Linked DNA regions of Mus musculus: all the other regions are linked to region 1. The links are chromatin contacts, called in public Hi-C maps. All regions are on one chromosome and are shown on one strand. The core of a region is the stretch at or near the end of the contact, and the rest is flanking DNA. Distances in the headings are between cores, read along the strand shown.

The links. Hi-C and Micro-C count contacts between places; a contact is called where the count stands out from the background.
Region 2: a contact with region 1 is called in a Hi-C map of uterus, with 9 times the contacts expected there. The contact joins two enhancer-like sites. A contact is called at or near these places in 11 of 484 Hi-C or Micro-C datasets (embryonic stem cells, nephron progenitors, stem cell-derived neural progenitor cells and 1 more) and 1 of 9 other capture datasets (embryonic stem cells).
Region 3: a Hi-C map of uterus shows a contact between it and region 1, with 9 times the contacts expected there. The contact joins two enhancer-like sites. A contact is called at or near these places in 4 of 484 Hi-C or Micro-C datasets (liver, trophoblast stem cells and uterus).

Annotation. Positions count from the first base shown.
Region 1 is chr7:35,899,725-35,904,192 of GRCm38.p6, reverse strand. No RefSeq gene overlaps it. Among named protein-coding and RNA genes, the nearest start is that of Gm36234, 21 kb to the left of the region's middle. Within about 2 kb of position 1,867, at least 22 of the 459 cell types and tissues checked have an H3K27ac peak or open chromatin away from gene starts, as enhancers often do. A contact at or near this core is called in uterus, where this site is marked.
Region 2 is chr7:36,155,411-36,159,878 of GRCm38.p6, reverse strand. It overlaps Gm36340 (a long non-coding RNA gene), which reads right to left. Exons shown (of 3, transcript XR_881971.2): 2 at 3,233-3,338; 3 at 1,866-2,642. Among named protein-coding and RNA genes, the nearest start is that of Gm36340, 3.9 kb to the right of the region's middle. Within about 2 kb of position 2,353, at least 8 of the 459 cell types and tissues checked have an H3K27ac peak or open chromatin away from gene starts, as enhancers often do. A contact at or near this core is called in uterus, where this site is marked.
Region 3 is chr7:36,088,579-36,093,046 of GRCm38.p6, reverse strand. All of the region lies in intron 4 of Gm38991 (a long non-coding RNA gene), which reads right to left. Among named protein-coding and RNA genes, the nearest start is that of Gm38991, 15 kb to the right of the region's middle. Within about 2 kb of position 2,351, at least 18 of the 459 cell types and tissues checked have an H3K27ac peak or open chromatin away from gene starts, as enhancers often do. A contact at or near this core is called in uterus, where this site is marked.

The DNA.
Region 1 (4,468 bases), core at 618-3,117:
AAGAAAACCGGAAGCCCCACAGGAAGTGCCCGGCCGAAGCTGAGACAGGGGTATAGCCACGACTCTAGGGAAGAGTGGACTACCTGTCCTCATCCACACCCGCAGGAACAACTTCGGGTGTGTGCACAAACGCAGCACCCTCCAGAGCGCCCTCAGCTCCTTGAGCGCCCTGGCAGAGAGGGGTTGGAAGGAAGGGGCTGGCTGGGAGGGGCAGGCAGGAGAGGCTGGCTGGGAGGAGGGCCTGGCACCATTCCTAAGCTTAATAGAAACCACTAGTCTTATGAGTAAAGGTAATAATTTGTCATAAATAATTGTTCATTACCTGAGCATTTGTTTGTCTTGAAGTTTAGCATTGTGCAATAAAGCTGTGCAATTTTGAGTAATTCGATTATAAGACTGACTGGGAAATATGGTGGATTATAATGAGCCGAGGGAGGGTCCCGGGGGCTGGAAACACTGATCAGCCAAACCACCGTCCTGGGCAAGTACTAGTGTCGCTACAGCTATGCAGGGGTCTGCGGACCCGTTTCTCTTGTTTCTGCCATTGAAGTGCTCACTGGACAAAGATCTGTTCTGGATGGATTCAGTCTCCTCGTTCCAGGAGTCCCAAGACAGGAAATTCAGGGCACTGGGCCTACATCAGAGCCTTTCCTGATGCTCCGTGCACAGCACACCTGCTGGCCCGATGGCCCCAAAGGCTCACCTGTAGGTGTCCTCGTGGGAGGGGCACTACCTCCAAGATGCCCGATGCATCTCACATCAGCTCCCACCCATGTCAAGTCACACCCTTGCAGACCCACGGAACTGAAGGAGGCAGCCTCAGACAGGAACAATGCTGAGGGCGAGCAAGAGCCTGTGTGCGTGGGTCACAGGCGAGCAAGCACAGGAATACAAAGACTCACCTCAGGTCTGAGAAAGGGAGGAGGGAAAGAAGAAGGGACCTGTAAGAAATTAAAGAGGAAAGGGGGTAGGGTTAGAGGGGCAGGGAGAAGGAAAGAGAAGAGGAAAAAAGAAAGAGGAGATGGCATGGAAATGTGGGCCTGTAGAGTAGGAAAAGGATAGAACAGAATAGTGAACCTATGGTGGTCTGCTGCAGATCTTCGACAACTTATAGCTGTCATCCCCCCAGCGCATGCGCAGCCAGAATGCCTTGTGGAGCAACACAGGTACTGGCTCCCCGCCGTGCGTTCCATAGCTGCTTCTGTGTTTTCACATCTCACCTTTCCACACTCTGGTGTTAAGGAACATGAGGCTGGCTCCTCTTTGCAGAGACCTTGAAAGCTGGAGTCAGGGGCGTGGCCTCAGCAGGAACAGACGAGTCGCTCTCGGAGAACTTCTTGCCTAGATCTGGACCTCAGACAGAGCTGGTTCCAGGTTCTCAGCACCAAGTTCTGTGAACCTGGGGCCCAAAGCCCCTGAAAATAAGACACCTCCTTATCTGCCTTCCATGGGAGAGCAATCCTGTCTCTCTGCCTGGGGCACTATTCGGGGACAGGCTGGAAGAGTAGACTTACCCACCTTGTTTCCCACTCTTCCACACAAAAAGCACACATGGACACTAAGCCCAGAGCTGCCCTTTTCCTAGAACCTCAGAGGGAGGGGCCCCTCCCACCCCATCCAGATCTTGGAGAGCTCTCTAAGGCTCCAAAGGGTCCCCAGAGCCCTGCCCCAGCAGCAGCTCATCCGAAGAAGCAATTAGGGGGATTGTCAAGAGATAAAGGCTAGCCCAGACTTCAGGTGGGACTCAGCCTGCAGCTTGGACTACCGTGCCACCCCCAAAAGATGACATGTAAAGCTCCTTCTCCTTGCAAATTCAAAGGGAGGCGAAGAGTGTGGGAAAGTCTGCTGGCCAGAGGCAAGTATTGCAAGGCCCTATGAGGACCTCTGGGGATATAAGGAGCCATCTCCACTCTCTGGGCGGCGCTGGGGCAACTGCGGGAATCATGCAGCCAGATGAAGCTCATAAATTTCCCCTATGAACAATTGTTTTCATTTCCCTCCCATGCCACTAGATATTATAAGTGGAAAGCAAAACACAAGTAAATATGTTCATTCCACTCTGTGATCGGTGATAAACGAGAGGCTGCGCCGGCTGACAAAGGTCATCAAAGCCGCCAGCCCGGAGTCTGCGAGCGGACACTGCCACCCTCCGGCCATGTGAGAAACTGCATCCGCTGCCGCCACCCGGACTCCACAGCCCTCCCCAGGCTGTAGGCACCTGCTGTGAGCTCCTTCCGCAGAGGTTGAGGGCTGCCATCCTGCATCACACAGGACATCCAACACATGACACATGCAAATGACAGAAAAACTATAAAGCAAGGCAAAAAAAAAAACCCTCAAATTTAAAACTAGCCACCATCCCTAATCACCTCTCTCATGAAGACAACTTACTAACATTTCAGTCTGTTTGGCTTCAGTTTTGATGAGGTAAATGGGCATAGGAAAAGAGCAAGGCTTTTTGTCTGAAGACCTGATGTTTGACCTAGTGTTCAAATTAAAGTAAATTCTGTAAACAGCTGGAAAATACCTTTTTAAGGGCTGCATAATATTTTCAATTTTAATTTCACTAGTATTACTATTGCTAGTGGCAATGCACTGTGCGTGTGTGTATGTGTGTGTGTGTGTGTGTGTGTGTGTGTGTGTGTGTGTGTGTGTGTGTGTGTGTGTGTGTGAGTGTGTGTGTGTGTGTGTGTGTGTGTGTGTGTGTGTACGATGGGAAGAGGATGTAGGTATGGAGGTCAGAGGATAATCTGTGGGAGTCAGTTTTCTCCTTCCACACTGTGGTTCCCAGGGATCAAACTCAGGTTGTCAGGTTTGGCCGGCAAGCATCCTACCAGGATAAGCCACGGGGCTGGTGGGGTGTTTTAAGTTGTAGGTGTACCAAGTTCATTCCCCCTCTTCAATTGTTTACGTCCCTGCAGCTGATACGGAGGCTAAAACCTTTTATTCAGAAACCCTTCTTCATATGACTTAAAAACTTAAAGGCAGAATTACTGAATGAAATGAAATGTGTATTGCTGGCATGCTAATGCCCTCCCATCCATCCTTTCAACTTTAATATCAACCCCAGGCAAAAATCCAGTTCAAGCTTTCTTGACATTTTGCCACATTTATACCAAGGTCCATCAGAAAAAAAAAAAAAACTGAGGAATCTCCAAGAAACATCTTTTTTGTCAAAAACAGGGGCAAGTGATTAAGACCTATTCAGTCAGATATTAAAAGACAGGAAGCTACGGAACTGAGAAATCTGAAGCCCACCCAGAAGCAGCTGGAGCCAGGTGCTGACAGTCAAACTCGGGGGTGTGTCCTCACTGTGGGAAAACGATGGCTGACAGGTAAAGATGTGAGCACAGCCTGACTAGATCAGAAAACAAAACCGGCATCTTCCTCCAGGATTCTCCTGCCTAAAACCCTGTAGGGATGAAAGATTGGGGTTCTGAAGTGGCACATGGAGGCTACGAATCAGATATGAAAGGGAAGTCCTTTCTGTAGGCAATTCCAAAGGCAAAGACTGGGGCAGAAATAGTGGTATCTGGATATAGGGGGCCCACCTATAGCTGAGTGTGGTGATGCACTTATGTATAAAACTCTCAAAGAATAAGCAAGAAAACATCACTTTGAAAAAGATAGCTAGATTTGAATTGTAAAAGTGAAAAGGCCCTTCTGTCAAAAAAAAATATATAATTTCCGAGATTGAAAGGCAAACCAAAACCAAGGAGAAAAAAAGTATTTTTGACACACGTAATGGAAAGTTGAATGCCCCTAATGTACTCAGCTTCCTTACAAGTGAATAAGAGATATTTCAATAGAAAAAAAATGGATTGAGGACATGAATAGCAATTCACAAAAGAATAAATACAAATGATAAATATGCATAAAAGATGTTCAACCTTATTAGTAATCAAACATATGCAAATTAAAACAGCAGGGAAAGTGCGTGTCTGTCCCCGTGTTGGTAAAGACAAAAAAAAGGTGGTAGAGAGAGGTAGGAAAGCGAGGTGTCACCGCCCTGGTACGAGGTGAACTAGGCAACCTTGAAGAAGGATACTTTGTGATAAACACGTGTAACCCCAGGACTTGAGAGGCTGAGGCAGGAGGATGGGGAGTCTCAGGTTAGCCTGGGCTACATAGTGAAATCTATCCTGTCTTTAAAAAGAAAAAAAAAAAAAACTCGGGATTCAGATATTTTGTTTCCAAAGGAACCAATCAGTGATATACATGGGGATTGGCTACACTGTGTTCTTTCCTCCCAGAAGCGAGCCAGGGTCCAACAACAGAAGGGAACTTGTATTCCATATATATTCGTGGGATAGGGAAATAGAAAGTGTGACATTGGGTATAAACAATAGTGTAGAAATGTTGCGAACTTCTAAGATTTTTTTTTCATAACTGTTTTATAGCACGGAAAAAAAAACCCAAGTACAGAAGCTAGAGAAATAGCCCAGCAGATAAGCTCAGTGGCTACAGG
Region 2 (4,468 bases), core at 1,104-3,603, 260 kb before region 1:
GTATACAGAACACACAATCAGCAGTGAAACCATCTGGGCTAAGAAAGGGGACTGATGGGGGTGGAGAGAAAAACGGAGGTCACAGGTTATGAGAAAACTATCTTCAACATTTATATATGCTCAACATATATGGTATTGTTGAAAATAACCTTGTGTGGGGTGGCAGAGAGGACTCAGTGAGCACCGGGTGCTCTTCCAGGGGACCTGGGTTCAATTCCCATTACCCACATGATGGCTCACAATCGACCATAATGTGGTTCCAGGGGATCTGGTGCCTTCTTCTGACATCTATAGGCAGGGGTTCTCAACATGTGGGTCGCAGCCACTCTTGGAGCTGCATATCAGATATTTATGACAGTAGCAAGATTATGAAGTTATGAAATAGCAATGAAGATAATTTTATGGTTGGGGGGGTTCACCATAACATGAGGAACATGCTGTAAAGGGTCACAGCATTGGGAAGGTTGAGAACCACTGTCTGTTGGTATCAAGCATGCATGGATACACATACATATAAGCAGGCATACATAAATAAAATAAATACACATAAAATAAAGTGAATAAATCTTTTCAAAAAAATTTAAAAGGAAAATGCCCTGATATAATACAATATTATGAATATATAATAAAAGTTAGACATTGTCTTAGTTAGGGTTTTACTGCTGTGAACAGACACCATGACCAAGGCAACTCTTATAAGGACAACATTTACTTGGGGCTGCCTTACAGGGTCAGAGGTTCAGTCCATTATCATCAAGGAAGAAGCATGGCAGGATCCAGGCAGGCATGGTACAAGGGGAGATGAGAGTTCTATATCTTCATCTAATGGCAAACAGAAGACTGGTTTCCAAGCAGCTAGGACAAGGGTCTTAAGGCCACACCCACAATGACACACCTACTCTAACAAGGCCACACATCCTATTCCCTGGGCCAAGCATATGCAAAACACAACAGACACCAATAAATAAAATAAAATGTCCCATTTATGGACCAACCTGTCTCTGCCTGGCTGTATTATTGTCATTGCTATTGTTAGTTTCTTTTGTTGTTGTTTGCTTATTTTGGGATGTGAGTTTCTTTGTTTGCTATCTTGCTTATTTGAGACAGGGTTTGCTACATAGCCCTGGCTGACCTTGAACCCTCAGCATTGGATTACAGGAAGGCATCACCACACCCAACTCACAAGGGAGTTTGCTAAAGAGATGGCTTAGTCCCTGACTAAAATGTCTGCTGAGTGATGTGAAGACAGGAGTTCAGGGCCTAGCACCTGTGCACCAAGCCGGATGCGCACATCCACCACCTCAGCACAGGGAGGCAGGGAGAGAGGTTCCCAGGGTCTCTCTGGCCAATCGGGATAGTCCGTAGGTGAGCTCTATGTTCAGTGAGGGATGCTGTCTCAGAAAATCAAGTGGAGTGGCAAGGAGACACGTGGCTTCTACACACCCACACATGGGTGTACCCCTCACGTGTGCACATAGCACACACACACACACACACACACACACACACACACACACTAAAACATATGTACAAAATTTAAAACATGAAACAATATATTTTTAGTGCATTAAAATCAGGGTAACAAACAATGGGAAACACGTTTTATGGCATGTTGTGGCATCTAGGCAACCTGCAGGTGTCTGCTGGACTGTGTGCCTGCAGGCTGGGGATAAATTCCAGTCACAGATACGGAGCCCTAACCACCACCTACCAAGACCCTGGGAACCAGCAGCTGGTACCAGTTGCTGCATGTGAGAACCACCTGGCTAGCTTCCTCCACAGGCTTTGCTGGGTTTCTTAATTCTTCCTCCTCCTCCTCCTCCTCCTCTTCCTCCTCTTCTTCCTCCTCCTCTTTCTCCTCTTCTTCCTCTGCCTCCTCTTCTTCCTCTTCCTCTTCTTCCTCATCTTCTGCTTCCTCCTCCTCCTCCAAAAAGGGAACCTCTAGGATGAGTATTTAAGGCCCGCACATTCTATCCAACACACCCCACTGCTTAGAAAGAGACACTACGGCTCCAGAGATCAGAGAAAATAACCAGAGGGCCGCATGAGTGGCTCCCGGCATGAGTCAACGTGGATGTTCTCTCCTTCCCTTCTGAGCACAAAGGGTGCTTAAAACTTTAATGAATTGAACTCTATGAGTAAGGCATGTTAATCATTTTAATTACCCAGCAGCTTGAAATCAGATATAACAGTCCAATAATGTATCTTTAAACGAACACAACCCTGCCCTATAAAAAATCCCTTCCAAAGCCATTGTAATAATTTCTATTTATCTTTGCTGACGTTAACTGTTATCCGGCCCAGCCGGCCGACAGACAGCCTTTGCTGTGCCTTCTGCTCTGAACGCAACGTCGTCTACTTTTTCAGTATCATTAGCGTCCCCCTGGTGGGCAGGGAGCAAGGCGGTGGCAGTGGTCACACTTCAATGCTTTATCTCATATGACAAAGAGAGATGATGCGCTTCCATCCGGGCCAGCCTGGCAAAGGGGAAGGTGGCCGCAGAGAACTCCCTCTGCTGCCGCAGAATCACCAAAGGGCCTCGGCATGTGACTGGCTAACAGCGTGAAGGGGCAGACAAATAGATTTCCCTCTGTATTTATAGCCGGCATCATTCTTCCTTTCAGGGCGTTCAGTACAGGTAGCTGTTTTATATGAAATGAACAATCTTTATAGACATACCAGAGCCATAACAAGCCTGATTTTCAACGAAGCTGAGGTGTATAACTCTTACCGAATTGTCAGGCCACTTGCTCAACAAATCAAGCCTAACTTATGATGTTTGCGGTGTAATTTTTATTCCTGTTTGACTAGCCAACTACCCCGTGGTAATAGGATGTTAGGAAAGGGCAGTGGCGATGTTTGTGTATGCTGTGATTGATGGACCGACTCGGCATTTTTCATTTATATCTCCGGATTCCAAATCAGTTAAGTTGAGGAAAAATGAAACAAAGTGGCAAGAAAAATGTTTGCAGATTGCAGCCCCGGCGCTCCCGGAGATCTGAGTTCAGCCCACATCTGCCGGGATTGTCTGGAAACATTAAGATATCTAAATGAAAATCAATACGCTATGTGCCAGGCGTTTGCTACCAGGAACAAGCATCCAGAGACCTGAGCTAATCAGACTTCCAGTGTGAGCCTCGGCACAGGCTGAACCCCAGGGGTGTCCTAATTGCTCAAACTAATCATAGGAGAGTTAAATTTATAACCAAGAAAGACATTTTGTTTTTCTTACCAGTCATCGTTTGGAAGCGGAACGGCTCACCTGTGAGGTGGGTGGCAGGTGTACTGGGGGGAACCCCTTGGAGCAGTTGAGGGGGACACGGAGAGCAGGGGCTCACCTGTCAGAGGAGATGGGAGACAGATTTACAGACAGCTATGAAATCAGTGAAGCTTGAAGAAGGGCAGGGTGGGAGAGGGCCTGCCTCCGTTCCCTTAGAACCTGAAAACCTGTTCTCTTAGACTGGCCACTTCACCTCCATGTTCTGAATGAGGAAAGCCCACGCGCCCCACAGCCTTTGATTTCCCCCTCCTGGTTTTCATTTTAAGGAACCAGCCCAGAAAAGCAAATTGCATCTGTGTTGTTAAAAATATATGGATCTGTTTTGTTTTTTTCCCCCCTGAGTTCCACTCCAAGCTTTTATCCCTTGGAGCCTCAAAGAAGCTAATGTCGCTTGGTGACACGCGTCTCCCTAATATACTGTTCAAACAAGTCACTGATATTATTCACACTCCCATAAGCTACAGAGTCACACACATGCTATTGAAAGAGACCAACCTATAATGCTGAAACCATAATGTATCAGGGGACTGGATTCCTAATATTTGTATTCTAGATGCCAAGTGTGGGCATATTTTGTACTATTTTCAACAAATTACACCAAAATATGCAAAATGTTTATGAGGCTCCATCTTCTATTTTTGGCTCTGGTATATTTGCAACTTAATAGTCCTTCAGAGAGTTGCTTGTCTCCTCAGGAGAAATGAGAGAGAGAGAGAGAGAGAGAGAGAGAGAGAGAGAGAGAAGGGAATATGGTTTGTTCAAGCAACAAGTCTCGTTCAGCAGATTTGTTTTTTTATGTAGGGAACTGAGCCAGGCATCCCATGGGACTTCCTGCTTCAACAAGAAATTTAATAATATTATTTGGATTCTTTTGTGCCCTGGAATTTCAGATGTATTTTTAATGCATATATCTTAAAACAAAACAACCATTGTCTAAGTGCTTTCTTAGACAGCATGACTCTGGAAGCCTCCTAAGGTTGTTGATCAAGGCAAGAGCAGCCCTCACCTTCTGTGGCTTCGTGAGGAGGCTACAGCCCTTGTTTGCAGAGGGCTTGTCAGTTCTCATCTTGGGAAAGGAGTCCCAGGTCTCTGACATGTGCACAGGGACAGCTTCTCTTGTTCTGTGGCACCATGCCTTGGCTCTGTGTTCACACACACCGTTACCCAGGAGGACACCTCTGGGATCTC
Region 3 (4,468 bases), core at 1,102-3,601, 190 kb before region 1:
TGCAAACACCATGTGTGCGTAATCTCTGCAGTTCATGCATGTGTAATCTCTGCAGTCCGTGTGTGTGTAATCTCCACAGTCCATGCATGTACAGTCTTTGCAGCCCATGCATATGTCATCTCTCCAGCCTGTGGTCCTTTTAGCTAAAATGTTGTATTAGTTACTTTTCTGTTGCTGTGGTCAATACCATTTCCAAAAGCAACTTAAGACAGAAAGAGTCTTTGAGGATGGGGGAGCATGGCATGGCTGCAGGAGCAGGATGCATCCCCACACATAAGCACAGAGAGAGCAGGAAGTCGGGCAAGACTATCAACCTTCAAAGCCCACTCCCAGTGGCACACTTCCGCCAGCAGGGCTCCCCCTTCCACCAAAGTTTCCCACAAAACAGTGTCACCAAGTGTGATCCAAGTTTTCAAGTGCATGAGTCTATGGAGGACATTTCTCATTCAGACCACCATGAAAATACGGGACCAACAAATAGTATAGAATCAGATCATTACATCTTGAAATACTCTTGGCAGACCAAAAACAATATTGTAGGAGGTTTCTTTTTCAGGCTTAAGAGTTCTGAAGAGCATCAGGACCAGGACCTTTTTAAATACGCTGAATGTGATGAAGTCCCATAGCTTCACTCATCCACCCCTGGGCTTTCCAAGGCACTATTCTAATCTTCCACAGGGCATTATGTGTGTGAACTGTGCTAGAAGGGTCTCAGTTAAATCACTGGAAATGTTTTATGCTTTAAGGTGATAGTAGCTTAAATGATTTTCTTAAAACTCATTTCTGGTCTAAATTTGACTTTTTAAACCTGCAAGGTTTGGGCAGCCATATGAATAATAACCATCAGTAAAATGAGAGAGACAAGTGGCTAACACTGAGCACTTCCTATGGACCAGGCATGTAGCTAAGCAGTTCTGTATCACTGTGCGGGGTTAATGTCTATTTTAACCTGGTTCATCATCTCCTCTCATCACTGTCCTTAGGGTCCTCATACTGCATTTTCCTCTTTTCATTTAATTCTGTTTTGAAATAAGGACTCACGCTATACCCCAGGCTATCCTGAAACTCTCCACCCTTCTGCCTCAACCTCCTCCCTCCCCTGGTATTGGAATCACAGGTGTGTGCCACCACAACAATCACCTCTTCCTTGGTCTCATGGGTCAAGGAGGCCCTAGAAAGGTGTGGTTCAAGTTCATTGCAGAGCCGCGCTTGTTCATTCCAGAGGATTTATCCTCAGCTACTCACCTACAGCATTTGTTGAAGACCCAGTGTCTGGGGCCTTTCAGATTGTCCCTATCCTTCTTTAAGCTGAATATTATTCAAGGGATGGGCAAGATGGTGTCAAATGTATGATACCAAGCACATGGCCGTGGGACAAGCAGACGGTGCGGTCTAACCATATGCTACGGAGCAGAGAATCTGGGACACATTTTACATGAGCCCACAGAGATCTCCAGGGGAGACACAAACTTCTCTTGGATAAGCACTTGTCTCATGAGGACAACCTTAAGGATGAGCGGAGGATGGACCCATGAACACTGTGTCTTCCTTCCTGTCTTTCCATTCAGGCAGCTATGGCTGACCACGCAAACATGGAAGCCCGGGAGCCTTTCACTAGGAAAACACTGCTCGCCACAGCTGGGTAGGTCATCAACGGCCTCCTTACACTTTAGGTTTACTTAGCAGTGTGAGCTTTGCCTGTTCAGTCTCAAAACTATCCCAGCTATGTATATACTGTCTTCTGAAAAGCTCTGCGGACACTATTCGTTAGTCTCTTTGATCTAATTCATCACACACATCAGTCTCAAACAAGCACTAAGTGTCCTTCCTAGAGGTGGGGAACTGGGGGTCACGTGAAGGAGGGCTTTCAAAGCATGCCCGAACTCCCCTTCCACCCCACTTCCCATGATTTGGTCCCTCAGGTGCCATGGGTTCAAAAATACAGTTAAAAAAAAGAAAGAAAGAAAAACAACTGGGTTTCACTGTTGTCAAAATGCCACGTCACCCCACCAAAGAGAAGCTCGCCTTTGTCAATTTCCCTATCCATGCCAAAGTTTCTGAGAGACCCTTCACTTTATAAATCAACTCACAGCTTAGCACATCCTGGCAGCCCCTTCAAGGAACCATCGACATGACAGGGAATAAGACGATAACCATCATAGCTTGACTGGATACAGGTGTTTGCGTTTACAGACGAACCGCAAACGCCTGGATCTTTGACAGGCGTTGATACTATCAGTGAATCGCAGCTATTATTGGCTCCGGTCGCCAAGGGCTGGGGGGCCTTTCCCTTAGCAACATCTCGGAGGCTGATAACATTTGGCTGAACTTTTCAGATCGTAACCTCCCTTCTGACTTTCTGCAGTCAAAGCCGCCTAAACTGATCAGAAGAGGAGACACGCAGTGGGAAGACGAGTAAAATATTATTGACTGCACTGTTTCATGTCTATTAGGAAGAAAGAGCAGAGAAGGGCGGGAGAACTTGCAGCTTGACAGGCTTCAAGATAATCAGGGGAGAAATCGGAGCTGCTCAGTAACCCTCGGTGAGGCTGAGAAGCCCTGCCTTACAAGGGGTCATTGTTCTGTGCTGGGAACAAACAGGACGCCAGGCAAACAAGGGCAGGCACAGTTGCATTCCTCTACCGAGAAGCCTGTTCCTGCCACAAAACAGGGAGTGGGAAATGCAACCTGGGCTTGGTGGGACTGGAGAAACAGTGGGCCCTTCTCATCTCCATCTTGGTCCTGATTTCACCTGATGAGCTTGTTCTCTGAATGCAGCAGCTGTGTGTGCACCCATGTGTACCATGTGATCAGTGTGTATAGGGCATCTTTGTGCAGGGCAGAGATGGGACCCACACGAACAGATGAATCCCTTGGGTTCTAAGGTTTGGCTCTTTCTTCTTTCCTTCCTTCCTCCACTGCCATCTCTTGCCCCTCCTCCTTCTTCCTTTTCTTTGATTTTGAGATACAGTCTTGCTATGGAGCCCAGGCTGGCCTTGAACTCTCTGTCTAACCCAGGCAAGCCTCCTGCCTTGGCCTTCTTATCCAGCAGACAAGCAATTTATACATTTCAACTAACATTCCATTTCCCTCCTCCTTGTCTGGCTGTCCCAGAACTGAGATTGGACATCCTAGAGATGTGGATGGGCATCACAGATGTAGGGATATATACATGCACAAGCTCCGGGGTGTGAGCCGGGGGTCTGAGAGCTGAAAAAGCTCTGCTCACCTTGATTGACCCCAAGATCAGTCCCCTAAACTTTCTGAGCTGTGAAAACAGAGCATTTGATAGAAGACGTACTTGTTTCATGATGTCCTCCAACCCACTGGGAAAGGCTGATAAATTCCCCACATCTTATCAATTTACAAAACCAAATTTATCATCTGGAGCAAAGGTTAGGGTCTCAGACAACCAAAACCAAAGCAGCGAGGCCATGCCCAACACTGTCCATATTCCCTTTCATACCACCACACGCACATGCTCTTTCTTGGCCCTTGGATTCACTCTGTAAGAGTATTATTAGCAAATAGATATTGGTCAAGGGGTGTCCAGAAAATCTACATAGCATGTCCTATGACCTACCATCCTCTTGGTGTAGTTTACCAAAGCAGCATCCATCCTTGGGCACAGAGCTATTTTCCTCCAACATATCCCAATAGCCTTGTGAGTCTCAGTAACCATGATCTGGGCAAGAAGTTTATGCCTTTGGCTTCACTAACTGGAGCATCCCCCTGCAGGAAGGCTCACTGACTCCCTCCCTCAAACAACAAGCAAAACTCTCCTCTCTACCTCTCTTGCTTGAGTCACCCAGCACCTTCTTATGAAGTCAGTCTTCACTGATCCCCTCAGGCATATGGTTCCACATCTCTGTCACATTTATCATGGCTGACCACTCTCAACATTTTGATATGGACAACTTCTTTGGCCTCTTGCTTGAGTCCTTTCTTCTCTCTCTCTCTCTCTCTCTCTCTCTCTCTCTCTCTCTCTCTCACACACACACACACACACACACACACACACACACACACACACACTTTTAACTACCACTCCCAAACACCAGCCAAACTCTTCCCACAGGGTGAGGGTTGAGGTTCAAACTACCTGGCCAACTCTAGTTGCCTTCAGCCAAAGATATCCCGATAAGACCCAATGTGTGTGTGTGTGTGTGTGTGTGTGTGTGTGTGTGAGAGAGAGAGAGAGAGAGAGAGAGAGAGAGAGAGAGAGAGAGAGAGCGTACATACATGTGTGTGCACTTGCCTAAGTATGAAATGTGCAGGTCAGAGGTCAAAATCAGGTGTCCTCCTCTATCACTTTCCATCTTGTTTTTTGGAGACATAGTCTCTCACTCTCTGATCCTGGAATTTGCTGCTTTGGCTAGGCTCCCTGTCCAGCAAGTTCCTGGAATTCATTTGTCTCTGCCCCCTCCTTTCCCAGCTCCAGAGTTATAGACACATGTTACCATGTCTG